4 separate regions of the Mus musculus genome follow, and all the other regions are linked to region 1. Evidence: chromatin contacts called from public Hi-C, Micro-C and promoter capture Hi-C data. All regions are on one chromosome and are shown on one strand. The core of a region is the stretch at or near the end of the contact, and the rest is flanking DNA. Distances in the headings are between cores, read along the strand shown.

Region 1 (6,787 bases), core at 1,386-3,885:
GCCAGCACTTTGGGATTCAAGACCTCTCTCAGCAACTGTTACTCTAAAATGTATCGAGTCTCCCTTCTTCGTAGGTTGGGTGGGGTGACGAGGAAGGAAGCTGCATGGGTGAGCACAGTTGAACAGAAGCCCCAGGAGGTGGGGGTGGGGTGGGCAGCATCTTCACTCTGTTCCTCCCAAGATCTTGTCACCTTGACTACAGCTGGATGGCTTCAGCAGAGTCCCCTCTGCCATGATGTCCTTTTAGCTCCGGCTGCCTGAACATTTATTTCCTGCTCAGCCTACTTGCTTTTTATTGCTAAGGCTGACAGGTCCTGCCTACTCAGGACTGAGAGGACTGGTTGCCTAGGTCCCTCCCTGCCCCTTGACTATGAGCTGAGACAGAGGGACCTCTGTGGACTCAAAAGACAACACTCAGCATGGTGGTGATGGGGGGGGGCAGCTTATCTCCTGCATATTTGATATATCCCAAATGCACTTCCTCCCACCTCCAGAGGAGATGTGGATGCTATGCTGTGACCCGGGCTGCTCATGCAGCTGGTGAAAGGTAGACACTCACCACTGAATCTCAGGTTTATTTCCTTTCAGTCAAGGTTGAGGCAGGTAAGTTAGCTCAGGTGTCACCTAACTAGGTACACTCTCTGACAGCTTTCTGCTACTTTTCGTAAAGTGTCCTGATCAGTAAAAGTGAGAAGAGAAACTTGGCCTTGGCATGACAAACACATCTAAGGGCCCCTTCTTGGGAGCACTAAGGCCGCTTCCATCCCAGGTTTGAGACCCCAGAAGGGAGGGGAGGCTGCTGGGGACCTGCCAGTCCTTACATGCTCCCCTCAGGCTTCCTTAGTCAGCCCCTGGGCTGCTCGCATACATGGTTCCTCAAGATTATGGAGACTCCAGTATGGAGAGGAGCACCACTTTGGAGCACTATCTTGGCTGCCAGTAGTATGACCTGTGGGAAAGTGCTATGCTGTTCTTTTGCAGGTACAGTGATAAAGATTTCCCTAGAAAAGACAGCCAACCTATACAGCATCATAGCAAAGGCCATAGCCTAAAGACCTGCCATTTTGGGGTCCAGAAATGGCTCAGACACTGAGCCTACCCCAAGGAACTATCTAGGCTGGTCAACTTACAAAGAGGCATTCAGTGGTGATGGCATGTTGAGAGGCCAGAACACATGGGGAGCACAGAAAGCAAGTAGGAGCCCTGGCCATTGCAAGTCCTCTATTAAAAGTGACAGGGATCCAAGCTGTCCTGGCCAGGACATGCAGTGGACAGGGGTCCGTGAGTCAGGAGCAGTGTTACAGTAGAGGGATGTGAGGATATCTGCTCCGATAGATTGGTTTTCCATTGTTACTCTCAAGCAATGACTGCAGAGATTAATTGGATCACTTTCCTAGGAGTTAGGACAGGAAACCCACCCCCTAAGGTGGACAGAACCCCTGACGGGAGGACATCCTGAGGCATGGGTGATTGGGGGTTTTGCCACAAACCTGCAAAGCCCTGATTCAGCTGAATCCAAGAGCGCTGCACTCTATTGACACATAGTGGTAATCTATGACTCTCAACCATAAACCACATCTCGCTTTCTTCCCATTCCCAGATTAGGTATCTAGATTCAGTCTAACCTCAGCTATGATGGCCTCTTCATAGGATAAAGGGAACAGCAGGAGGGATAGTGCTGCCCGGCAGCAGCTAAGCAAGAAACTCCAGACCCAGCACCATCACCAGCTCCCAGGTAGGTCCCAGGTAGGGTCCCTTCTCCCCACAATCATCCCTGCAGCTGCGTGACAGTTGGTGGTCTGCCACACCTGGCCTGGAGTTGAGCTGCCCAACATTAACTCCTCGCTCTATTCCTTTTGCCAGAGGTCACCTACCACGCTGCACCCAAGCCTACAGACCTGCCTCTGCCCCATTGCTCTAGCACCTAAATAGTCACGAAGAGGGACCGTAACAGTCGCTGGCAATCTGCATCAACTGAAGTCATCTGAGCTGATGAAGGCTAGTTTTTTTTTTTTTTTTTTTGGCCAGTTTTCAGCCCCCTCATCCTCCTCCAAAACACGTCAGACGAGAACTGGAGCCGCTCAGGGGCGGCTAGAAAGGGCGTATGGATGTAGGAGTTGTTGCTGGGGGGTGGGGGGCAGCAGGTGAGTAGGGAAGTGACCGGACCAGGACTGAGTAGTAGAAGCGCTAAGAGAGCAAGCCGGTAAGGTGAAGGATGGAAAGGAGCAAAGAGATGCCGAATTCGGCTGGGGGCGGGGAAGCTCCTGATTGGCCAGCGGAGGACGTGATGTCACGTCCGGCGAGGGAAGCCCTGCCTCAGCTGCCCCCCCCCCCCGCCCTGCCCCCGCCCCCACAGGTGGTGCCGCCGCCCTGGGTGCTGGGCTGGGGGGGACACCTTAGGGGACCCCGGACTCGGCCTTTGCACTCCAGGCTCTCCCCGCCGCCTCCCATCTCACCCAGGCAACGGAGCACATCGCCTGGGCTGAGAGAACATTCCCTCCTCTCCCTCCGGAGAGCGAAGGGGCGCCCGGTGCGCCCCGATCGTGCCCCGCCTCGCCCCGCCCCGCCCCGCCCGGGCGCTCCCCTCTTCCCGCCCGCGCTCCCCGCCCCTCCCTGCCCCTCTCCGCGGCCGCCGTGGGGCCGGGCGGGCGGCGGGGGAGGCGCCGAGCCGGGGCTGCGCGTTCGCCCGCCGCGCTCTAGGCGGCCCGACTGAGCGGCCGGACCTCGCGCCTCGCGCCTAGCTCCCCGCGCCGCAGCCGCAGCCGGCTTTTGTTGTCTCCGCCTCCTCGACTGCCACCGCCTCTGGACCACGAGCGTCGCGCGCTGGGACCTTGGCTCTGCCCTTCGCGCACACTGGGCTGAGCGGGCCGGCCGGGACCGAGGGAGGCGCGCACCGGCGGCCAGGGAGCCTCGGGCCCCGCCATGGAACTCCGGACCCGAGGCTGGTGGCTGCTGTGCGCGGCCGCCGCGCTGGTCGTCTGCGCCCGCGGGGACCCCGCCAGCAAGAGCCGGAGCTGCAGCGAAGTCCGCCAGATCTACGGGGCTAAGGGCTTTAGCCTGAGCGATGTGCCTCAGGCAGAGATCTCGGGTGAGTAAGGGCGCTGCGTCCGGGGGCACCGGACCCTAGCACTCGGGAGGTCTGATCTGGGCCCCTACCCGCGCCGCAGCTAGCCCCGGGCGCCAGAACCCGCCGCCTGGACTTGGAGTGGCCTCCTGCTCCTCAACTGGTCTATACCCCACGGCCCTCGCCCCCGAGCTCCGATCCGCTCTGTTGCTGCCCAGTTCCCAGCCACTACGCTCTAGAGTCCCTTCCCCATAGCAATCTGCGCTCCCTTTGGGTTAGGGTTGTTGCTGGGCGTCTTTGGTCCCCGGCTTGGCCCACTGTGCTGGCGGGGCAGCAATCCCAGCTCCGGGACAGCGTGCCTGCCGCCCTTGCGGCGAAGCAAGCGGTAGCTCTGGGACGGTCTATTGGGTCGCATATCCCGGTTGCAGTGGGCTAGGAACTTCTCTATGCGGATCTCTCCCAGAGGCGTCAAGGGTTCTGCTTAGGAATTTACGCGGATCCACAGCAGGAGCCGCCTAGGTGGGATTTATGGGGGAGATCCTACACTTCAAGCCTGGGTTCTAAGGAAATGTGAGCCCGCTGCGCGATTCAGGGGACCCCAGGGCTCGAGGGGATTCCTACCTAGGAACTTGTGCCCGCCAGCGCCCCTATCCTAGCACACTCGTGGTCTGACCGGGCGCTCCGGGCCGCCTGGAGCTGCGAGCCCAGCTGCAGGTGGTCGGCGTCTTGGATCCCGCCCAGGGGCCTTGTCATCTCTTTGTAAGAAGAGCGGCCCTCCTGGCGGCGGCCTCGGCCCTGCAGCTGCTGAGAGCAGCCCTTCCCCTCCCTTCCCTTCCCTGCTGCCTCAGGAGCTCTGGGAACCGAATCTTTATGAGCTTGGAGTGCCTATGCAATGTCCCAAGGACCTCCCAAGCCCCAGGCTTTGCTCTTAAATGTGTGGGGAGCTTTCCTGGATAAGTGTAACACCAGGGCCTTGGTGAGCAGGGAATTCCTGCTGTGGGATTCTTCTGAAACTGAGGGGGCTTGCAGACTAGAGACCAAACTCAACTGGTGTCGTAGGCACTCTGAATGAGGAAAGTAAGAGTATTGCCCAGAGGGGTGGCCTGTGGCCCCAACTTGCTTGGGAATGGCAGTAGATAGCCAGCCATGGAGAACCCTGTTTCTGGGGAGAGACAGAACCCACAAGACACATTGTGTGGCCTGAGTCTCTTGACTATCTCCCTCTCAAATGCCCTCAGAACAGGCCTTTCTATGCCTCTCTCTACATACAGCCCTGCCATTGCCAAAGCCACCTCCTACAGTTCTCTGGGCACTGTCACCCGGTGCCTGGCAGCAGCAGGTATAGTTTGGTTGGTACCCTGCTCACTCTACCCACCTCCAAACACACAGAAATAGGAACATATACCCTGACATCCTTGTGTATCTCTTATCCCTGCCAGACGTACCCTGCTCCGCACACATACCAGCCTGAGGCCTTCCAGCCTACATCTTACCTTGGCATGGATATGCCACCCATCTTAATGCCTTCTTGGAGACCTTCTTGAGCTTGTACCCACCCACAGCTACTGTGCCCGAGTAGGCAGGGACTGGCAATGTAGGCAGTGACAAGGGCAGTGAGAGGGCAAAATAAAGAAGCAGAGGTGTGGTCCTTCCAGAGAGCCTGGTTCTTACTACCCTGCAGTTGGGGAATGTGGGGGATTAGGAACAAGACAAGCAAAAGGCTTTGATGTCTGTGAGGACAGCCGTAGATGCCCATCCAGCTGGGGTGTGTAGGCACCCTGCAGAATTACAGCAGTCATACTGGTTGGGGCCCAGTGTTTGTTCAGAGACACCCTATTTATTGACATGCAAGGCTGGGGCCTATGTTTTCCCATCATCCCTATTGGTGCACCTCAGAACTGGTGCCACACTTTTCTGGAACCCCATGGGCTGCACCTCACAGCCCTCAGAGTGGGAGAATACCTCCAAGCCCCAGGGCACTAAAGAGAGTATTAGCATGTGGAGTGAGAAACAGGGTGACCTCCTAAGATAGCAGTAGCCCAAAGGGCAGCCAAGCTCAGGGTCCTGTCTGGTTCTGTGCCACCAGACCTGGACTCTGAGGACCAGGCGCCCTCTGGTGGCCCCTAATGGCGCAGTCCTCCCTGGAGCTCCTATGTAATCCCTTAGTTCCAAAGAGCTCCTACTTATAAGAAATATGGGAATACCCCAGGAGATAGGTGCCTGCTGAGGTTCAACTGGAGTCATTGGGTGATTAGGAGAGAGGAAGAGTGGCTCATGGGCAAATGGATGTCCTTTCCTGCCCCTGAGTCTTAGGGACCAGAAATAGCGGGAGACTTCCCTTTTATCAAACAGTACTATATGTAAGAGGCTGGCTCCTCACCGAAGGCACTGCTTAGTTTTCTGGATGGCCTTTCCAGGCAGCAGTGATGACAGCTGTCCCATTCTGTAGAGGAGAACTAGCCAGGGGCGGCCGCCACTACAGTGGTATCCTCCTTCTGTGCCAGGGCCCTGCCGGGGAGCAAGGTCTAGGTGAGGTTGCTAGGAGCCCACTGCTGAATCACAGCCATGGGCAAGCAAGTCTCTCTTAGCTGGCAGGACTGTTCTGGGCTATGTTCCTAAGTATACCCTCTGTAGTTAGCTCTATACCAGGGTTTTCCATTTGGATTCTAGGGTCAGAGACTACCCCTGCCTGGTCTCTGTTGTCAACACAAAGTCCATCCAGGCCACTGGCCACAACCAAGTAGGTTCTCTATAAACAACTGCAGATGAACACGTGTTTCTTGGCAGCTGTACCGCAGCCTGGAGGTGGAAGGTGGAGATGGCCTTAGCAGAGCGCACACAGCCCTCCTTAGGGTCCCCAGCCTGGGCAGAGTAGGGGCTGGGCATCAGAAGAACTTAAAACTATCAAGCTTCTATGTCCTAAAATCACAGTGTTCCTGTCTGCCTGCCAGCTAAGGTGGGCACCTCATACCAAAACCCCACAATGACTATTCACTAAGCTCCCAGCAGGACTCTAAGTCTCTATGTGAGCTTTGGCCTTCTGTACAGTAGTTCGGAATCCAAGGTCCTCTTGTTCCTGTATGCCCTTTCCACCTCTTAGGAGTTGTCTGACTTTCTGTAGAAGCCAACTAAGGTCTGTGGCTCTCAGAAGTCACTGGCACATTCGCCACCCTGGACTGAAAGTATCTGCGTGCCCTATTCTGCCCAGGAAGAGACACCCCTGTGTGGCTCAGCCTGAAGCCTGGGGTGGTCCTCATACCCTAGTGTGCTGCTTAGAGCTTGACTTTCATCATCCCCAGCACAACGGTCGTCGGGCTTACGTGTACCCAAGGGAGCCATGTTCCAGCACGGCCGTCTGCGTGATGCAATGACCTGGGTCCTTGCTGTAGCACTGCGGCTCTCGTGCTGGACAGGCCATCCTGTTTCTCCATGGAAACTTCCTCTCTTGGGCTCCAGAGGCTTTCTGCAGAGTCAGCACATACTGCACAGGTGATAGTGTCCATCAGCTGAGAGGGTTCCTGATGAACTGGCTCCAAAGAGGCATTTTCACAACTACCCCGGGAGCACTGGGTGAGAGGGACTGTGTGAGCCACTGGAGAGAAGAGGACATCAAGGCCAGAGAGGCCACATACCGTTCTTAGGGCATTGTCTGACAAATGCCAAAGCCTGTGCTGGCAGCTATTCCTCAGTAAAGCCGGAGCAGACCTCCTTTCTAAGGCTCTG
Region 2 (6,787 bases), core at 2,754-5,253, 970 kb after region 1:
TTATGTAGGGAAACCTAGTATCAAAAAAAAAACAAAACCAAAAACCAAACCAAACCAAAAAAAAAAAAAAAAAACTTTTAATAAAACAAAACAAGCCGGGTGTGGTGGTGCACGCCTTTAATCCCAGGCAGAGGCAGGCAGATTTCTGAGTTCAAAGTCAGCCTGGTCTACAAAGTGAGTTCTAGGACAGCCAGGGCTATACAGAGAAACCCTGTCTCGAAAAAACAAAAACAAACAAAACAAAACAAACCTTGCCTCAGCAGTTAAAAGCACTTACTGCTCTTGCCAAGGACCCAGGTTTGGTTCCCAGAACTCACATGACAGCTTACAACTCTCAGTAACTCTAGTTACAGGAGTTGTCTTCCTTGGGCAGCAGGTATGCATGAGGTGCACATACAGGTAGCCATTTATATTACACAAAAACGAATACATATTTTTTATGAGGCCAGCCTGGTCTATAAGGCAAGTTCCAGGATAGTCAGGACTGTTATGTAGGGAAACCTAGTATCAAAAAAACAAAACCAAAAACCAAATCAAAAAAAAAACCTTTTAATAAAACAAAACAAGCCGGATGTGGTTAAATACGATGGTCAAATACGACGATGTTTTATCTCAAATACGGCGATTTTTTATCTCAAATACGACGATTTTTTATCTCAAATACGTCGATTTTTTTATCTCAAATACGGCGTCGAATGGTAGGGTAGAGGAAACCTCCCAAGCTGGCCTCTGGTCTCGACGTGCGGGTGTTTGCACACATGCCACACACAGGTGCTCGCACCCTTGCCACACACAAAAGTGTGCATGTTACAACCGGGGAGCAACGACGCAGGTCTTTACACTTGTTCCCAGCGGTTTGCAGAGAAGAGCAGGTGCACGGAGTGATCCTCTAGTTCCGTTTTCTTTTCCAAGTAGGAATTCAGAAGCTTGCCGATTTCCGTTGATCTTTCTAGAAAGACAAAGATACACTCGACTGAAGTCAGACTCTTCACCTGAAGTCTACAGGGGTTTGCACTTAAGTTCTCTCCTTGCACCTACACCTAACTTTCAACCTCCAGACAGCTTTGGACCATCTCTGAAGCCAAAGAAGTCTCCCCGAGAAAAGGAAGTAATGTACGTGCAAGTCTTGATTTCAAAAGTACTTGTAAGACTTTTGACTGGTTGGTTTGAAAATTAAAATATCCTGCAAAGTGGTTGTTCCAATTCCCAACCTACTTAATTTGTAGGATCAGGGGTTGGTGTCCAGTGTACAGGGCGCAAGGCCAAAAGTCAACCTTATGTTCCCTTTTCAGTACTTTTCCACCTTGTGTTTTCAGAGAGGAGCTTCTACCTGAAGCTCAGTTTTGGCTGAACTGGCTGGCTCACAAGTCCCAGGAACGAGTCCGTCTCACCTCTCCAGCGGTTGGATAAGCAACCGTACTAGGTTTTTTTTTTTTTTAACCTGGGAAACTAAACCCAGGCTCTCATTTCAGCCTGTATTTTATTAACTAAGCCATCTCCACCAGCCGGGCCCTCCCAAATCAATGACCAATGAAGAAAATGTCTTCCAGGCTTGTCTGCTGGCCAATCTGGTGGGGCCAGTTTTCTCAATTGAGGTAGCTTGAGTCAAACTGACATAGACTAGCCAGCACACGCATGCACAATAATAAATAAATAGATGTTCTAAAAGCTTTTAAAGATACTAAGACTACAACCCAAAGAGAGAGTGAGGGAATTCTCCAGGCCCACCCGCGCACCGGGGAAACGCAGCAGCTCCGCTCTGTGGCCCGAGGCGCACAGCGCGGTCACCAGCTTGAGGCCCTGCGTGGTCTTGCCAGCACGGTCCACACCCTCCAGCACGATGAGCGCTCCCCGACGCGACGCCATCGCCCGCACAGCACCGGTCAACTTGCCAGGTTCCCGCCAATGTTAGATGCAGCAGAAGCCCGGCGTGCACGGAAGCCCTGCCCTCTTCCGGTTGGAAAACGAATTCTGTGGCCTGCGGGGAACAGCTTCCGGACGTGACGTAATCTAGGCCCGGGAGTCTGCAGTTTAGCGAGCGCCAACTCGCGGAACTTCCGTTCGCCGCTCCCGAAGAGCACCAATCTTAAGGACTGTGGTTGCGCAGGCTCTGGTCACGTGGAAGTTCGAGACCTGTAACGGAATCAAATTTTTATGCCCCTAAGCGCGCTACTGAAGGGTTCTAAAAGTTTCTTATCACACACACACCTGCGCGCGTACAGGAGCCATGTGATGATCAGGCTCTGAAAGGAGTTAAGGATAGGAACATCGACCCCCAAGATGTACTTTCTGCAGCATTTTCGAACCGCTCAGGAATTTTCCTTGTCGTTTTAGTGTAAGTTGGTGGAAGGAAATGGGTTTATTTGCAGCGTGGGCAGAATTGAAACCACCCCCCCCCCTTTTAAATTCCTTTCCCCCTAGCAGTGTTTTTACAGACAAAATAAAGTCAGGGAAAATACATGAGCAGGAGGCGGGCAAATCTCTGTGAGTCTGAGGCCACTTACATAGTTTCAGGCCAGCCAGGGATACATTGTGAGACCCAGGCTCAAAAACCCAAACAACAGTACTCTAGAGGAAGAGAAAAAAGGATCCGCAGTCAAAGGCTGGGCTGGGTTATGTTTTGCCTAATGAACAAAGATTCCATACCCAGCACAGAATAAATTGGATATAGTGAGTGACATAGCCTATAAACCCAACATTTGGGAGGTAGATCAAGGTTTATGCAAACATTTGAACTAACACCCAAAGAAGTGACACAGATGCCAGACACATATGTAAAAATGTGCAACACAAACATATTGTTAGGAATCATGAATTAAGATAATTTCACCTCTTCGAGAATAGCCCAAATCTACAATTCTAACCCTTCATCATGCTGGTGAGGACGTGGAGCGAAGGAGACTGTCAGTGCAGAGGAGAAGGCAAAAACGGTGTGGAAGATAGCTTGGCTGTTTCTCAAGAAAGCACTCTACTTTTAACATGAAGTCAATATTTACCCAAATGGGTTGGAAACTATGTCTGCACACAAATGATTGTATCAGCTCTAGCCACATTTGCCTAAATATGGAAGCAGCTAAGATGTCCTCCAACACGCAAACTGATAAACTGGTAATTACACAGTGAAATAATTTTGAAGTAAAAAGTGAATTATCAGTTACTTACTAGGACATGGAGGAACCTGAACTGTATAATGATAAATGCAGCCAGTCTGAAAAGACTGTGTACTGTAAAATGCAACTACATGGCATGTTAGCAAAGCAATACTACAGAGACTCTAAAACGTTTATTGGTTACAAGTATGCGTGTGTGTGTGTGCGCGCGCTATTGTAATAGACCAAAAGAATTAAAGGCAGTGAAAAATATTCTTCAGGATGCTATAAGGGGGATACTTAATACTTCTCAGAAATATTAGAGCCCACCAAGAGTGGACTCTGGTAAACCCTGGATTTTAGTTATATTGTTTCATTAACTGTAACAGAGTTGCCGTAGGAATGTAAAATGTATTTTTGCAGGCATCGAGGGGTGCGTGGCTTCTTCACGAAGTGCGAGTCAAAGCAACCGAGGTCCAGCGTGGGCACGCCCCCCTCGGGACCAGACAGCCACAAAGAGCATGGAAGTTAACCGATGCCTGTGAGGGGGTCTCCTTCCGGGAGGCCCCGTCAGCCAGGAGAAACCACAGGCAGCGGGTGTCTGAACAACGCGGGAAGAGCGGCAGGTGTCGGCTGGCAGGTTTGGCGCCAGCACACGTGCAAGCGGAGTCCCCTGCCAGGGCTTGGAATCCGGCTGGGCCAGAGACAGAGCTTCCACATTGCAAACTGCGAACCGAGCACATCGCCCATCCGCGTTCCCTCAGGGCAAGCCCCACAGCGCCGCCTGGCGACCACAGCCGGCCGGAAGCCTAGGGGTGGCCCCTGAGTTGCCCCGCCCACTTTCCGGCCAATCGGAGCACGCGGCTCATGAATAGTGAGCGCGCGGCGCCGCCCCGCCCCGAGTCCGCGGCACCGCCCGCTCGCGCAGACCCCGAGCGTGGCCGAGGCGAAGATGGCGACTGCCATGTACTTGGAGCACTATCTGGACAGTAAGCACTCTGGCCGAGCCGCCGCCCGCGCGGGTTCGCGCCGCCGCCGCCGCCCCCGGCCCACCGCGATCCGTGCGAGGCTCCGGGATGCGGAGGAGGATGGGGACTGATCATGGGGACTGTGGGGGCTCACGGCGGGTCTGGGGCGGGGCCGCAGATGGAGGGCGTGGGGCGCGGCGCGGGGTCCCGCCGCCTCCGCCGCGCCAATTCCAGGTGCGTCACGGAGGGGTGTGGCCTGGGGCTCAGCCCGCCTTCTCCGCTTCGGCCACACCCCCGACGCTGACCACGCCTCTGTTCCCGCCTCTCTACTTCGGTCTAGGTTGCGGGGAGGCCCGCCCCTTCTTCACCTGCGGCTTGTGGTGCTCAAATCCCTCTGTAGAGCCAAAGCCACTGTGTTTGCTTGTGGAGCTGTAGGAAGGAACTCTAGGCTAGTGGGGTGCCTTTTTCGAGGGAACTCGTGCTATCACGAGCCAGCCCGGTAAGGGAGGATGCTCTGTATAACGGGTTGACCTTTGACATCCCAGAAATTGGCAACTCCGTTTATTTATAGACCGTGAGATTGGCTCCCAGCAAGAACTCGGAGGAGGATTATTTCCCACTCTATAGTGGAAGAATTGAGACCCTTTGGAGGGAGGTAGATCAAGCCAGTGGGGCGCCCATTTTCTCCTTGGGCCTGGGCAGTGGGACTCCAAGGTGAACTATCTTTATTCTGATGTCCATCCAGTGGGCATTCTGAGGAGGGTTCAAGGAGAGTTCATTTCACTGCTGACATTGTGTGATGGCCCCTTTCTGCTCTCTCCACCTGCCCTGTGCCACCCATGCGTTGGCAAGAGCCCTATTTCTCTACAACTCACTGATTAGTTGGGGTACACACACACACACACACGCACATATATATACATATATATATATAGCTCCCAAGATTAAGGCATGGGGTAAATATAGATCCAGAAACTGCTGATAAAGGTCTCTCTATCTGAGAGTAGAGAGGGCGACTGGAGGGTAGAAGGTTAAGTAGCTGACAGGGTCGCTGGAGTCAAGCTGTAGATAGGAATGTCTTGGTGAGCTCAGGAAGTTATAGGCTTAGAACAGCAAGTTTTATAAAATTTAGCCCTAAATTGCTGGCCTTGTTGGCTGTGGAGATATTTGAGTGCAGAAAGACCCAGAGAGGCAGCTGGAGCCTGCTGTAAACTTAAGGACTGAGGTGTATCTGTACTAGGGGATGCAGTGTGGGGCAGAAAAGCCACATGGGTTGGTTTGCCAGCCAGCTCACTTGAACCGCAGGGACTGGTGAGCTGCACAGTGGGACCTGCTCGGTGCTAATGGCTGCCTTTCCAGTGCTCATAGCAGTGTGTGACTAGAGACTGGTATGTTGGGCCTTGCCGAGAGAACAGTGTCTTGAGACCACATGGTCTGCAGCTCCTGGCATTGTAGGAATCTGGACAAAGTTGGAGAGATCAAGGAGGACTAAGGTTCTGGCTTGAGTTTGGGAGGATGAAGTTCACTGTGTGTGACATAGAGGCGAGGGAGGGTGTGGTTCAGGGGAGGAGTCTGAGCTGTCTTCCCGGCCTGTGTCTGCTGGGGGCCAGGTTTCTGCATCCTCCAGCTTTTGGCACTTCTGAAACTGTCAGCCTGTTGTGCTCACTGTTTGGTACCTTCCAGCCCCTACAAAGTCTTAATCATTTGGTCCCCAAACTAGGACAGAAATAGATGAAGCCTGCTGTTGTAGGCTTTGGTGTAAGGCCCTGTATATTTTATGTATATGGGTGTTTTACATGTGTGTCTGTGTACCACATGTATGCAATGCTCTCCAAGGACAGAAAGAGGGCATTGGATCCCTCAAACTAGAGTTACAGATGGCTGTGAGCTTTTTTGTGGGTGAGAGTTGAACTTGAGATTACTGGTAGAGCAGTAAGTGCTCTTAACAGCTGAGCCATCTCTCTCTCCCATCCATGGAGGCAGGTTTTTGTCTTATTGAGAAGTATAGCAACTTTCTTGTCTCTTTCAGGCATTGAGAACCTTCCCTGTGAACTTCAGAGGAACTTCCAGCTGATGCGAGAGCTAGACCAGAGAACAGAAGGTGGGTATAGCCTGGGCTGGGTTTTCACCAGAGAGAGACAGGAGCGGGCGTGGGGTGTCACAGGGCCCTGAAGGGACCTTGTATATTGGAGGGTTAACATTGCACAGTGTCTTGGAAGGAGTGCTGGTCCTTTTTTTGTTTTTTGTTTGTTTTGTTCTTGCTATGTACTGGCTGTGTAGGCCAGGCCAGGCCCAAACTCGGATCCACTTGCCTCTACCTCTGGAATGCTGGAATTAAAGGTGTCCACTATCATGCCTAATTTTTGTGTTTGTTTGTTTTGAGACAGGGTCTTACTCTGTAGCCCAGGCTGGCCTTGAACTCTCAGTGCACCTTCCATAGCCTTCCACGTATTTGGGAAGGAGGAGCAATGCTGATACTTTTAATTCAGGGTTAGTTTCTTGTAGGGTCAGCCTTGGGTTCAGACCTCATCTTCCACCTTATTTGAAAGGCAGTCTCTTGTCATCTTCACTGCTGTATATACCAGGCTAGCTGGGATTTTCCAGTTTCTGCCGCCCATCTCCAGTAAGTGCACTGGAATCGCAGAAGCACGTCCTACCACACTTGGCTTTTAAGTGCGGTCCTTGAGGTCCTAGAGGACTCAGGCTTGTGTCCGTATGCTCTCATTGCCT
Region 3 (6,787 bases), core at 3,041-5,540, 900 kb before region 1:
TTACTCACTTGTTTCATGTGAGTCGATCTTACTCCTCTTTCCTGGTAATTTCTTTCAATGTAGTAATGTTTGTGGTATTTTAATTTTAATAGATTCTGAGAATATAAGTAAACAAATATAAAGCATTCCTTTCCCATGCTGCGGGCCTTAAACTGTGGATACTCAGTGTGTAATACCTTAATTATTTATTTTTATTATTTTTAATTGTATACACTCACGTGTGTGCATGCGGAGGCATGTGTACATGGGTTTAGTGCCTGAAGTAAGCAGAGGGTATTGGGTGTTGGTTCTCAGAGCTGAAGTTACGGGGAATTGAGAGCCAACGGATGTGTATACTGGGAACTGGACTTGGGTCCTTTGCTCTTAACCACTGAGCTCTCTCCCAACTCAAAATGTTATTAGGAAAAAAAAGTTAGGAAAGAAAATGCTATTTGTTATATGGAGATTGTTAAATGGAAAAAGATAAAAGTATCCTGTGAGCAAACTGGCACACAGACGGGCATGGAGGGGTTTGTGAAGGGCACTTCCCTCCCAGCGGGGCTCACTGTGGCTTCTGTGGAGCTGGGGCCTGTTAGTGTTAGGCAAGGAGATGCTAAAGTGGACCCAGCACTGGCTTCAGAGCAGGCACCCTGCAGGTCCTGACAGTAGCAGAGCGAGAGTACAGACATCTGGTGTCACCTCTGGGGCTTGTCCTTGCTTCTGGGAGCATCCTTTCCTTCCTATATGAAGAATAACATCTGCTTCTTCTGGAAGTCCCATCAGGTCAGTGACATAGCTGGAGCTTGGTGCATTATCTGGTCATCACTTGAAATTTCAGGGCTGTGTTTCTGGCAAGTGAGAACCTGCTTAGCTCTGGGCTGGGACTGGTTCCCAGAGCTGTGCTTATGATGGTGTTGGCATCCTGGTGTCAGGTTGGGTAAGGATGGAGGCCACGTTCAGGGTATGTGCTGCAGGCTCACTGTCCTGGCCTTATGAGAGACTTCTCCACTCCTAACCTGTGTCCCAGCTGTGCACTGTTGCCTTTCTGGTGTTCCTGCCCTAGTGTCCCACAAGTTGTGATTTCCTTACTTCCTGAGCAGTCCCCTCGTGCATCTCCTCAGCTGGGTCCTCTGTGGATACAGTACCTCCACTCAACTTGCTAGTCCCTGCTCTACCCTGCCACGCAGCTTTATGCCTATGATGGATGGCTAGTCTGTGTCACATCGATGTGCATTCCTAGTCAAGTTCTGCCCGTTTCTAGACTCCTGTGTCCAAGTACATGCTACCATCTGTGGCTAGAGACTGGGTGGGCAGTGTAGCCCAGTGTGTCCAAGCCAGAACTGTCAAGCCTCATGGGACACTCACTCCTCTCTCATACCGCATCTGAGTGCCATGCTGAATTCCACCCTGCTCTCACCCCCTGCTCAGTCTGTCAGAAGATCAACCCAGAGTTTGGGCAGGTATCTAGACAGTACATCCTCCTGGGCTCAACTATGCTTAGCTGCTACACAACATCCAGATGGAAGGAAGGGGTTCTACGTCCACAGGCAGCTCTCTAGTGTCTGTGGGTTCTGGGTCCCTTCTCTGGAAATTCCAGCCATACTAAGCTCATCTGGATGCTTTTAGGACCCTGACTCATGCCCCTGTACCTGTCCCGACCCAAATTCCTCAACATCCCCCTGTAGCCATGTCCACTGCCTGGATGGTCCTTCTTGCTAACCACTTGCCCCTTGCCCTCCTTCCACCTGCCTCCGTCTCCATTGTGGAGTCAAGCCAATTTCCCTCTCAGCATCCTGATGCAGTTACTGGCTTGGGGTGCTGGGTGTGCCTTCTACCTTCTGGATGATGGGCCTAGGCGGCAGGTCTATGGACAGGGTCCCAACAGTACACAGCTACCCAGTGAGAGGAGAGGGAGTGTATGCTGGGTACAGGGGCTCAGACAGCCCACAGCTGCCCTGTAGGGCAGATGAAGACATAATCTAAGGAGCCCAGGGAGGGCCTCCCTTTCTAGGTTTGCATTCCCCAGGATTCTGGGGGGGTGGGGGGGGATGGCTTGAGGGTCCGGCATTCATGAGTAGCATGGCCTCAATTCATCTTCCTGTGGGTCAGGGCTTGGGGACTCGGGTGGGGGTGAGGCAAATGGATGAGGCTCATTCTGGAAACCATCCCTTGGTGGTGCTGGAGTAATATTGGTCTCCCTTTCTGGGCAGTGGGTGGTGTGCATGCAGCCTGTTCTTGCTGTGGTACTTTATAGACCTCAGATTGGCCTGACGCCAGCAGTCAGGTCTCTCACAGCATATCTCCTGTCCTGGTTTCAGGCCTCTCCTCTCACACAGGGGTGTGGCTGTGATGGAAACCCCTGGGATCATTCCCCCATCTGACCTGCTTGGGCCATATTGCGGAACCCTGCCATTTGGGGTAAATACAACTCCTAGGCATCTCGTCTCAGCCTTGCTCTGTCCAGTGTTCCACTTCCAACTCCCACACAGTCGGACATGGTTGGACTCTTGTCCTAGCATCCACGGAGAGAAGACTCACACTCACTCACAACTGCTACCCCGGCAGGGTGTGGCTGTCTTGGGTTCCAGGTAACCACTCACTTTGATGCTTGGAATGAGTGTCCTCATCTAGAACCTTAGGACAGCTCACGGTACCTGTCCCACAGTCTTATTGGCCATTTTGCATTCTTGTCTCAAAATTACCTATCTTTTGGTCATTGTGGTCGTATGTCTTAGCAGTAGTGACAGCAACCCCACCTCCATCACCAACCTTGGGTTTATTTCGCTCAGGCTACACATGATGAAGGGAACTGATTAGTCAGTCAAGGTTCTTTGGCCTCGCTGCTGCTCCTGCCTGGCCAGTCTAGGGGAGCTGCTACTTAGGGGCCAGGCCGTGTGGCAGTGAGAGTGAATGGGAGGGGGGATCAAGGGGCAGAAGAATGCCTTTTACATTATCTGGACTGCTGTCTTGAGTGATCTGAGGTTGTTAATAACGGGCAGGAAGTGGAGCTTTAGTAGAACACACGTTAGGAGCCAGCCCTCTCCTAAGTGGACAGTTTAGCAAGAGCTTTCAGCAGTCCTAACAGTTCTTGGAACTACTGAAACAAATCTTCCAGCTTCATGACTTCATGCTCCCCAGTGAGGCTTTGATGGGGCTTGGTCCTGACTGAGCGAGGTTTAACATAGGCTGTTATGGTGAATCGTTCTGAACATTCTCCAAGTTCCTTCTTATCCAATTGGAGGTAAAGGCTTCCAAGAATTCATAGCTGGCATGCATTTGGCTCTTAATCAAAATGAAAAAAAAAAAAAGTGCAGACCAGGAAGTATCTGAAATTTATTAGGACAAGCTCTCAAGTCTACCAAGGGGATGCCGTCTCCCAGGTTGCTTTGCTGTAGGCACCATGAGAGTCAGGAAAGGTCTGCCAACCCAAGGAGTGTATGAGACGGCACCCCTTTCGAGCCTTCAGAGAAGGCTGACACACGGCCTTAGGAGACCTGAAGCCAGGGACATCCACGCCCTGCCTGTAACTTATAACAGTACAAACTACAGCTCAGAAATTACAGCTAAGTTTTTTCTGACCGGCTGGTGTGTGTCTGATGGCAGACCATGCTCCCCTGGAAACCAAACCCTCCGAGCGCACCTGGACCGGTGGGAGTCGGGATTCCTTGTTAGTGGTGGGGACTGGCAGCTTTCATATCTGCTCTGAGTGCTTAGCTGGGAAAAGTCTGAGAGGCTGCTGGAGTTCAATCCAAGTGACGGGGCCCAATGATTCCCCAGGGCATGGGAGGTCAGTGCCCAGTGTCCTGGGCGCGCGGGCACCCACAATCCCCCCCCCCCCCAAGCTGGGGGAAAGAACACAAGGAGGTAGCAGAGATGGGAGGGCAATTAACGCAGTCTTTATTTACACCACGAGAGCGACAAGTGTGTGATGTGGTACAAACACTGGACCCGGGAGGTGGAAAGAGGTGACCGCCAGAGGACACCGCCGGTCAGTGAACCCACCACACAAAACAAAAACAAGAATGAGAAAACCAAACATGACTCCCAACCCCGCCAAGAGGAGAAAGCGCCGCGGAGGGGAGGTCCAGACAATCAAAGAGAAAACAGGCTGTTACAGAGTGAAGGCGGTCGTGGCTGTGGAGCACACACAGCTTCATGTCACAGCGCTCCGGTGGCGGCTTTGACCACACTTCTGTAGTGAGCTCTTGCTGAATGAGGTCAGCCTCCTGCGCATATATGGAAACAGCATGTTTAACATTCTTACAGATTGGGAAATGGCATCTCCTCAGTGGAGTGCACAACCCTGAACAAGCCTGTCTGCATTCTTCTCTTCCATAGGAGACTCTGATCAACGTGAGGCCGGTGAGGCCACCAAGGCCGGGTGCAGAGCACGCCCGGATCCTTGAGAGGGAGAAATAGTTTCCTCCAGTGCCAAGTGTCGCTGAGACCTAGGGCTCACAAAGGCCTGGACTGCCCAACTCGGAAACCCAGCCCCCGCCCGTGTCTTCCTGAAGGAAGGAACCCATCAGCACAGTTGTGCTGAGACGGGGACTCACCAGAACCTCAGGTTCTCGACCAGAGGCTGGTGACAGCAGGCAGGGTGCACCTGGCCCTGTGTGGGGAGAGAAAAGGAGAAAACCAACAAAACAAAAGAAAATGCCCCTAGCCAGCTTGCCAGACAGGCAGTAGGGTGTGAATGTGGGGCTTGCACATGGATACAATCGACTCTCTATCGGTATGTCAAAGGTGCTAGGTAAACTTTTCTTAATGACAAGTGTGTAAGTAGTCCTTTTTTCTTACAATAAAAAGTACAGTTTCTTAAGAATAAGTTCAATAAGACTCAAACTCCCCCCTCTTCTCCTTCAAGGTTTTGTTTTACAGAAAAAATTCTGCATCTGCAAACATCATGAGAGGGGAAAGAAAGGCATTGTTTCTCCTTCCCCAAAGCTGCCGAGTTTGGCGTGCAAAATCTGTATACAATATAAAGACATGCCGGCGTACGTCCATGCAACCTCCAGGTGTAGGAAACTTAAAAAAATATATTTATATATTTATATCTATATATTTATATATGTATCAATGCCCATAAAATACATGGGCCCAAAGTCTACAAAAAGAAGGATGGAATGAGCACGTGGCTGTGACCAGTGAAGAAGGAATGTTCTGAGGAAAGAAACACAACCAAGTCTATCACCAGTGCTGTGGAGACCACTGCAGGATGGTCCTTCCTCTTGGGGACAGATTCGAAAGTAAAGAAAAACTGAAACACTTTGATAAAGCGGCCCTCAAGCCAGAGCCCTGGGATGTCCCAGTGGGTAGTGGCCTTGGAACGGCCGCCTGCTGGTGGAGCGTGGGCTCTCAGGGTGCAGGTGGAAGACCCAAGGTGAGTGGACACCGGCATCCTGAGGACACGGTGCTTTGGGCTTCCCTTAAAGGGATGTAAAGTGCTTGCTCCCAGCTCCCTTCCCAGCACCCACCAAGGCCTCTGCAAAAGAAGGGAGAAGGTGGAAGGTTCAAGGTCCAGGCAGGGGAGTGCTGTGGTCCTGCCCTGGAGGTCAAGGCTGACCTTCTGCCCTCTGCCCTGGGTGATGACTGTGGGGAAGGGCCACATGTGTCTTCAAAGGGAAGAAAAGGCTATATGGTAGGTAATGCTTTCAGCTCACAGGGAAGCTGGAGTGAGTTGGCTCCCTGGCCAGGCCCCTGCATCAAAGGGTGACTGAATAGGACCAAAGTGAGTCCCTCTCACAGTACCCTGGCCACTGAGTGGCCTGTTACCCCTCACCTGAAAAAGTAAGATGAGGTGCACCTCCCACGAGTCGTGGCTGGCACAAGAGGGCAGGTGGCAGGGTTTGCAGTAAATGGGCCAAGGCGGCCAGAAGAGCAGCTAGCTGGCCTCTGTCGCCATGCAGTGACAAGCAAGGGAGAGGTTGCATGGGCTCCCTCAAGTCTGCTCCTTCTCCAAGGGCCAGAGCAGCCACAGGGAGGGCAAAGTCAGTGACGTCCTAAGACCTCTCCACCCTCTGTCTTAGCTCAGCACTCACAGCAGCCCAGCCATCAAAAGTCCAAGAATGTGTGCTCAGCCTGTCTGTCAAAAGCTTGACCCAGTTCCCATCTACCCTGTAAATGCCACCAAATTCAGAAGCTTAGCTTGATGTCCCTTCTGAGTATCTCAACTTCCTCTCACCAGTCTGAACTCCACATACTTTGGAAAGAAACTGGCGGCTTTAAGTGCTAGAAAAGAAGTTAGCAGTTAAAAAGTTAGTTGTCATAAGAAAAAAAAAAAAAAAGAGCAAAGACAAAGACTGGCTGTCCCTCAGGACCCTGTGTATTCCTGCAGGACAAGGACAAAGGCCTTGGTTCAGCGGCCACAGGCTACAAACCCAGGGCTATGGCTCTAGCCAGAGTCCAGGTTATGAGGCCGCAATGGAAATTCCTGAACAGGTGCAGGGCCAGAGCCTCAAAGGTCTTTGGGAAACTCGAGCTGGGGTTCTATCCTGATGGAGTGGTTACAAGTCCACATTCACTAATGCCAACCACCCTCACGGCTCACGAGGCCTGCCCGCCCTGTAATACTAGCGGTGTTGCAGGGCAGAAGCCCCTGGCTGTGCTGCTCCCGGGTGAGCTGGACAAGACCAGGGTGCCACGCAGACCTGCTGCCCAATCTCGAGAGGTTTGCTCTAAAAAAACCAAGCATGATAGCAGCGCTCTTGCTCAAAGCAGAACCCTGCTTGCTGTACAAAAAGAAACAAAATCAAACCATAAAAATAACCTTCAGAGCTAAAAAAAATGTACAAGTAAGAATTTAGAA
Region 4 (6,787 bases), core at 2,056-4,555, 680 kb after region 1:
AAAGGCCACTTGAAGCCCAGATGCCTGCCAGGTTTTCGTCTAACTCTTCCCCTTTTCAGTGATCCTTCTATTGAAAGGAAAATAGCAGTGCTGGGTTTTTTATGTGCAGACTGTCTCATCTGTTTCCAGGCACTGTCATTTTCTTCAGTGTGTGTAGTATAAATGTCTTCACACCATGAACGAAAGGCTTTTCAGATCTGTGCCCCAAGCAGGCAAGCAGAGTCCTGCCTGGTTTATATTCTGGCACTTCCCTCTTCTACCCTGTCTTCTAATGTCAGGCAGTGACCTTAGAAGGGAAGGGGCAGGTGAAGGAGGCAGTGGTGTGGAGAAGCAAAGCAGGTGCTAACTGTGTGCTTTCATTTGCTGCAGGAGGAAGGACTTGATTGATGATGAGGCAGGGATTTACGTTTAATTCAGTCCAAAACTCAGTAGTACTAATAAGATGAAGCTTAAGCATGGTTGTTTATAAATTTAATGAGGAAAAATACATTTGCTCGCTTTGCCTCTTCACATTGCATCACTGTGAGTGATCAGGGAAGTTCATTGTGTGAAGTTCCTATCAAGAAAAGCGTCAATGACTTTAGAGTACCCATGCAGTCCTTTGTTTGGCTTATTTTGACATTAAGTTTGTTGGAGAAAAATTTAAAAACAAAAAAATGAAAGAATTCCCAAGTATTCGGTGTGAGTCCCATGTTTTTGAGTTAAGGTGCTACTTCGGGTCAGCTGACATCTAATATTGGCAGTGTGGATTGTGAGGTCTTGCAGCCACAATTCTAACCCCCTTCAGTTTTACTGCTTTTGCTAACAGATACTTGCTCTTTCACTAAGAAGTAACTTGTACTTGTAGAAATGTATTTTGAAAACATTTCACACTTCAACTTTGTATCCATTTAAATTAACCTTTTTCAATAAAGCACTATTGTTTAGATATTAAATGAGTAGTCCTCTTTTTGAGTAAAGTATGCGGGCCATTGTGAAGATTCAAGACCCCTATTACAACTGTATATCAGAGCAAGATGTTACTTGTATTAATAGCAGGCGTGCTGCGTATATTTTCATCAGAGATAACCCAGATACTCCAAAAGAAATCCTATAGCTGTACAGGTTATCAGATTGTCTGCAGACTACTTGATAAAATGGACAGTAAGACTTCATAGGTAAATTTACTAATTAGAAAATGAAGCAACAACTGTTAAACATAGTGGGAAGTAAAAGTGATCCAAATATATTTCTAATTCTCCATATTTGTAAGAAGAGAGATGAATTAGGAAAACAGTCTTAATTTTTAAAATGTTTGTTTATGTATTGGTTGGAGTTTTTTTTGTGTTTGAGGCAGACTCACTTTTGTAGCCTGGCTAACCTGGAACTCTTTATGTAAATCAGGTTGGTCTCCAACTCAAAGAAATCTACTATCTCTCTCTTTGCCTCTGGAGTGCTGAGATTAAAGATGTATACCACCATGCTCAGATTTTTACGTTTTTCTACCTTTTTATTGTATGTGTATGAGTATTTTGCCTGCCTGCATGTCTTTGTACCATGTGTATGCCTGTCACCCAAGGAGGCTAGAAGAGGAGGGTGTCAGGTCCCCTGGAACTGGACTTAGAGACCGTTGTGAGCAGCCATGTGGGTGCCAGGAACTGGATTTGTGTGTTGTGGAAGAGCAGCCCTTAACAGCTAAATCATCTCCCCAGCCCAGGAAAGTGACTTTAAAAATCTGAATTTGCTCTGGTGAGATGCCTTAGTGGCTAAGAGTACTTGCCTCATAACGTGATCAAACCTGAGTTTGATCTCAGGACTCATAAAGGGAGCAGAGCCACATAACCCCAAACTTTATCCTAATCTGGGTGGATGATCAATCTCTTCGGCCTGGCCTCACTCCGGTTTGTCAGCATGACCCCTGGATTGACCACCCAGTACTATCGGAGTCTTTCTCATCCTCTTGCTCTCTAAGCAGCGTACTGACACTAGGAAATGAGGCTCCTGCTCTCTAAATCACTAGGTTGCTCATGTCAAACCTCATTCTTGCCTTGTCCAGTCCAGCTCCTTTTCTTTTTTTTTTTTTTTTTGGTTTTTCAAGACAGGGTTTCTCTGTATAGCCCTGGCTGTCCTGGAACTCACTTTGTAGACCAGGCTGGCCTCCAACTCAGAAATCCGCCTGCCTCTGCCTCCCAAGTGCTGGGATTAAAGGCGTGCGACACCACCCGGCCCAGTTCCTTTTCTTAATGATGGACATCACAGTCAGTGGCTATGGCAGTGGCTGGTTACAAATAAGGGATAGCCAAGGTGGTGGAGGAAGTTGGGAAGCCTACTAAAATTGCAGACCCAGTCAGCCTGAGCTTCTAGGTTGCCTTGGAGAAGCAGAGAGCCCCCCCACCCACCCACCCTCCAGTGGGCTGAGGCCCTCCCTGCTTATCTTAAGGACTTATTGCCAAAGGCTAGAGTTCTATATGAATCGCTTGGGGGCCTGTGTGGATTTATTTAGCCTAGACTGGTTCAAAGGGCTGGCTCCCTGCAGGCCCATTCGCTTAACCAATGGAAGAAGAAAGTGAGTTTGCTGCAAGTCTGAAGTGGAAGGACCAGAATCCAGTCTCACCATTTTTCATTTCCAGAAAGCCTCAAATCCAGAAAGGAACCGCGAGGGCTTCGAGGACTCTTAGCGTAGCCTGCACCTCAAAAGCGTCCCTTTAGGAACAGCTGGTGCCTAAAGACCACGGTTCCACTATTCCCTGGTTGGGCACCACGGATGGAAGGTAGGAAAGAGCCTAGTAGTCAGGGAGGCCTGAATGCCAGAATAGTCCCGCGAGCTTGAAGTCCAAGGCCCCACCCAGAATCGGGGCTGCCCTGCTTGCCAAAGCCAGGCTGTAGGCTGAGACCCGCCCCTGTGCCAAAAGTCCCGCCCAGGGCCACCCGCATTCCAGAGTCCAGGTCTGGGGTAGTCCTCCCGTTGTTCCAAAGCTGCGTCCAAGATAGAATCCTCCCGTCGCCTTGTCAAAGCGAAGACTAAGACGGAGAACTCGCGGGTTTCCTAAGTCCCACCCAGCACAGAGTCCTCAGGTCCTAAAGCCCCTCCCAGGGCCGAGGACACGCACAGCCCGCCGAAGCCCTGTTGCACCCGCGGAGAAGCTGCACAGCTTTGCTTCTGACTTTATGGGGCTCCCTCGCCCCGCCCTGTCCCATGTGATCACCAATCAGAGCTAGGTGCTGCGCTCGCAGGCGCCGGTCGGGAGGACCCGCCCGCAGGCCAATCGGTGGTGCGTCCGCGGGGGGGCGGGGCTGCGGCGGACGCGCGGCGGGGGCGGGGAAGCAGCTAGCTGTCGGGATCGGGCGGCGCGGGCGCAGGACGTGGAGGAGGCCTGGCTGGCGGCGGCGCAGGCCGGTGTGGCACGGTGAGGACGCGGCGGCCGTGGGCGGGGGAGGGGAGCGAGCCGCGCAGGGGCGCTGGGTTGGGCATGGGCTTCCTTCGTTGGCCGGACCTCAGCGGAACCCGAGCCGGACCAGGCCTGAGGCTGGCCGTCCACCAGAGAAAGTCCACGCCCGGCTCTGAGGCCTTCGTGAGGCGCGCCAGAGTCCGCGTTTGACAACACACGTCTGTGGACGGCCTGTCGGTGGAGGGCGAAGGGAGGGAGAGTCTCGGGTCCAGTCTGGATGTCCGCTGAGGACTGGCTGGAGAGTTGCTTTTGTAGATGGGCAGTCTGGGGAGGGCTGAGAGCTGCAGAGTTCCAAGGAGCCAGGCTGTCAGCAGAGTACTGAGGACAGGAACAGCACACGTGGAGACCAGCTGTCGAGGAAGGGGGGTGATCAGAGTCTCAGCATCTCTCGTGGACACTGAGTGTCCCGTGATGGGTTAAGGGCCACAAGAATGTCCTGCTGAAGACCGCCCCCACCCCCAGGCCAGTGCTCTACAAAGCACCTTGGGAAGCAGCACCCGGAGCCACAAATGAAAGCCCAGAAGGGCATTCTTTTTTCTTCTCGGCCTTTCCTTCAGAACTGAGACTCGGATATTCTTACTCTGCTAAGATCTAGAAACAGTACTGGCCCACTGCCTTTTACTCATCCGAGATTATAAGCACCTTTGCCATTTACACACGTGGCAGTGATTTCTTAAACTCTTTCATGTCCCAGTAATGGTGATGAAAAATTGAAATGAAAACAAGGCATTCGTGAAGGAAATAATGTCGATACACCGTGCTGAGAAAGAATGGAGAGCCTTAAGATTCCGGACAGAATCTTTAAAGGGGTGGCCTTTCTCCCTAGCTTTGTTCTGTTTCCATGAGGTGTTTTTGACTGGGCCACTGTGAAAATATTTGGTAATTAGTGGGTAGCACCGAATTAGAGTCGGTCTTGTGGAGACGGCATTATGATCAGCAGCACAGATTCTCACAGTGTTAGCAAGATGGAAAGGTCATTTGAAATGGGGAGGTATGAAGTAACCTTTACTTGTAGGCCAAATAAAAGTTTTGTGAGTTTCGGGACGTGGGAAGGCATTTGTGAAGCGCTTTGTGGCTGTTTCGTTGTCAGTTCTAAAGTTTTCATATATCCCTGTCCCCCACCGTTTTTTGTTGAGACAGTTTCCATAGCCCGGGCTGGCCTCCAACCCGTCATCCTCCTTTGTCAGCCACCTGAGGGCTGAGTGTAGGTGGAGCACAGGGGTGCGCCATGGCTTCCTATGCATAGCCCCGTTTTAAATAAAGCACGGGAAGACCTTGCCCGGTGGGGTTGTGGATGACTCTCTGGGATACCGCAACCATGTAAACCTCTGCTTCTCCGGTGTCCTTGCCCTGCCACATTGTAGAGATGGTGATTATCGAGTTAGGTTCCTTCCTACAGATTCCTTTACAGAGAGGACTCAGGTGTATCTCTCATTTGCCCCGCCTCAGGTTCCTCATCCATAGAGTGGGTTTAGAATGTATTTACCTCAGACGCTTGTTGCCATGACTAAGAATCAGTTTTTCAAAGCCGCTAAGATGCCCTGCATCCAGTAAGTACTTCATTAACTGTTACTGACAAGTGAAAGGGCGACCTGAGTCAGTGGCAGCGCAGGCTAGCCCTGGGTATTTGTAAGAAGAGCTAGAGACTTGGTGATTCCACAGAGTTATCCCACTTGAAAAGGGGTAGGGTCCAGGGAGGAGCATTGCCTAAGCAGAGATGAATCCATGGGTAATTCTGCAGGACGCCATTATGTCTGTTTGTCAGTTTCCTCCTTTCCAAACACCCCTGCTTCTAGTCACATGAACCCCTTCTGTATTCAGACATTAACAGATTTCTCTAAATTCTGCCAATCATTTTGGTTACATTCATAGTTTCCTTTTCCTTGCTTTCCCTTCATGAACTCTGTACATACCCTGCCTTGCTCGGTGTGCAGCCAGAACACACTGAAAATCTGGGTGACTCTAGTCTGTTCTCTAAGGTCCATATACAGTCCTTTGGCTCTGTGTATCTGTTGAGGTGAGGGTTTTACTTTACCAACCAGAGTTGAAAAGCTGAGGCTCCCATAGAACGTAGTGCGATGAAGTCTGGTGTTATAATTTACTCAGGAGTGTTTATGTGGGTGATGATTGTGCTCTATTTTTGGAAAGCAACTGCCAGTATGTGATATTTTGATTTTTGAAATTCCACTTAAAAAAAAATCTGATAGGCAAACCTTGTATCGATCAGGTGGTTAAGTAAACCTCTTGGCTAGTAAACATTCGTTGGTACGCTCATTCCTGTCCCTCCTCACAGCATCATTTGAACCATTTCGGTCCTGGGAAATAGGCTGTAAGTAGTTTTTAAAAAAAGATTTATTTATTTTATTTATATGAGTACACTGTCACTGTCTTCAGCCACACCAGAAGAGGGCATCAGATCCCATTACAGATGGTTGTGAGCCACCATGTGGTTGCTGGGAATTGAACTCAGGACCTCTAGAAGAGCAGTCAGTGCTCTTAACCGCTGAACCATAGTCTTTTAAGCTTAACAGTGAAATGGTGTGCACATAAAAATTAAAGTATTAAAAAGTATGCCTGAGGACATGGACAGAGTTGTGAGGGCAGGATGGTGGAAGTGATTTTGTTTTAGATTTGTAGGATTATTTCTCTCTAAGCCTGGTATTTTAGTTTATTGCTACCTTTAAAAACCTGAGAATGGTTAAAGCTTGCTGCCAAGCCTGGCGACCTGCATCAGATCCAGGGACACTCATGGTAGAAGGAAAGAAACTATTCCCCAAAGTTGTGTTCTGACCTCTCTGTGTGAATACTGTCAAACATATGTGCACACACATACACAAATAAATGTAATTAAAAACCTCAGGGAAAGGGCATTCTAATGTGACTGGATACAATGATGAGCCCTGCTGTGGCTCATCTCACCTCCCCAGCCCATTCTCGTCACATCCCAAAATAAACTTCATAATGCCCCACCCCCTAGCTTGTATGGACTTTCATCTAGTTGAACTACTAGACCCCTGACAGCCCAACCCCAGGCAGCTTCCTCTTCTCTCCTGTGTTGTCTTGAACTATCTGTACTCTGCCTTTCTGCACAGGTAATGTGCCCACATTACGTGATTGGGACAGGGTCTGGCCGTGTAGCCTTGGCTGTCTTGGAACTCATAGATCACATTCCTCTTTCTCAGGAGTGCCACTATGCCCTACCCCATCTCTTGCTTCCTGTGAGACCCCATCCCACTGAGTCTGAGAGGCCACTGCAGTGATTTTTTTTCCCCTCTCTGTGACTGAGGTGGACAAGTGGTCATGTGTGCTTACATAATTGTTTCCTTTTCTTGAATACACTCCTCTGTGCGAACATCACA

The links. Promoter capture Hi-C pulls out the DNA fragments that hold promoters and counts their contacts. A called contact is a pair of places that touch in the nucleus more often than the background predicts.
Region 2: a contact with region 1 is called in a Micro-C map of embryonic stem cells, with 4 times the contacts expected there. The contact joins the promoter of Ing5 here to the promoter of Gpc1 in region 1. A contact is called at or near these places in 1 of 484 Hi-C or Micro-C datasets (embryonic stem cells) and 1 of 115 datasets of contacts at active chromatin or transcription factors (thymic regulatory T cells).
Region 3: a promoter capture Hi-C map of the C10 cell line shows a contact between it and region 1, with 2.3 times the contacts expected there. The contact joins the enhancer-like site here to the promoter of Gpc1 in region 1. A contact is called at or near these places in 1 of 39 promoter capture datasets (the C10 cell line) and 1 of 9 other capture datasets (adipose tissue).
Region 4: a Hi-C map of regulatory T cells shows a contact between it and region 1, with 4 times the contacts expected there. The contact joins the promoter of Farp2 here to the promoter of Gpc1 in region 1.

What each region holds. Positions count from the first base shown.
Region 1 is chr1:92,829,010-92,835,796 of GRCm38.p6, forward strand. Gpc1 (glypican 1) reads left to right here and starts at 2,636. Exons shown (of 9, transcript NM_016696.5): 1 at 2,636-3,088. The coding sequence starts at 2,923. Gm29481 (a long non-coding RNA gene) reads right to left here. Exons shown (of 3, transcript XR_003947946.1): 1 at 3,686-6,787.
Region 2 is chr1:93,799,962-93,806,748 of GRCm38.p6, forward strand. It overlaps Ing5 (inhibitor of growth family, member 5), which reads left to right and starts at 4,004. Exons shown (of 8, transcript NM_025454.2): 1 at 4,004-4,078; 2 at 6,087-6,158. The coding sequence starts at 4,042. Dtymk (deoxythymidylate kinase) reads right to left here and starts at 1,973. Exons shown (of 5, transcript NM_001105667.1): 1 at 1,737-1,973; 2 at 841-949. The coding sequence starts at 1,866.
Region 3 is chr1:91,924,926-91,931,712 of GRCm38.p6, forward strand. It overlaps Hdac4 (histone deacetylase 4), which reads right to left. Exons shown (of 27, transcript NM_207225.2): 27 at 3,854-6,787. Among named protein-coding and RNA genes, the nearest start is that of Gm46242, 49 kb to the left of the region's middle. Within about 2 kb of position 4,291, at least 5 of the 459 cell types and tissues checked have an H3K27ac peak or open chromatin away from gene starts, as enhancers often do.
Region 4 is chr1:93,508,799-93,515,585 of GRCm38.p6, forward strand. It overlaps Farp2 (FERM, RhoGEF and pleckstrin domain protein 2), which reads left to right and starts at 3,306. Exons shown (of 27, transcript NM_145519.2): 1 at 3,306-3,386. It overlaps Septin2 (septin 2), which reads left to right. Exons shown (of 13, transcript NM_010891.2): 13 at 1-935.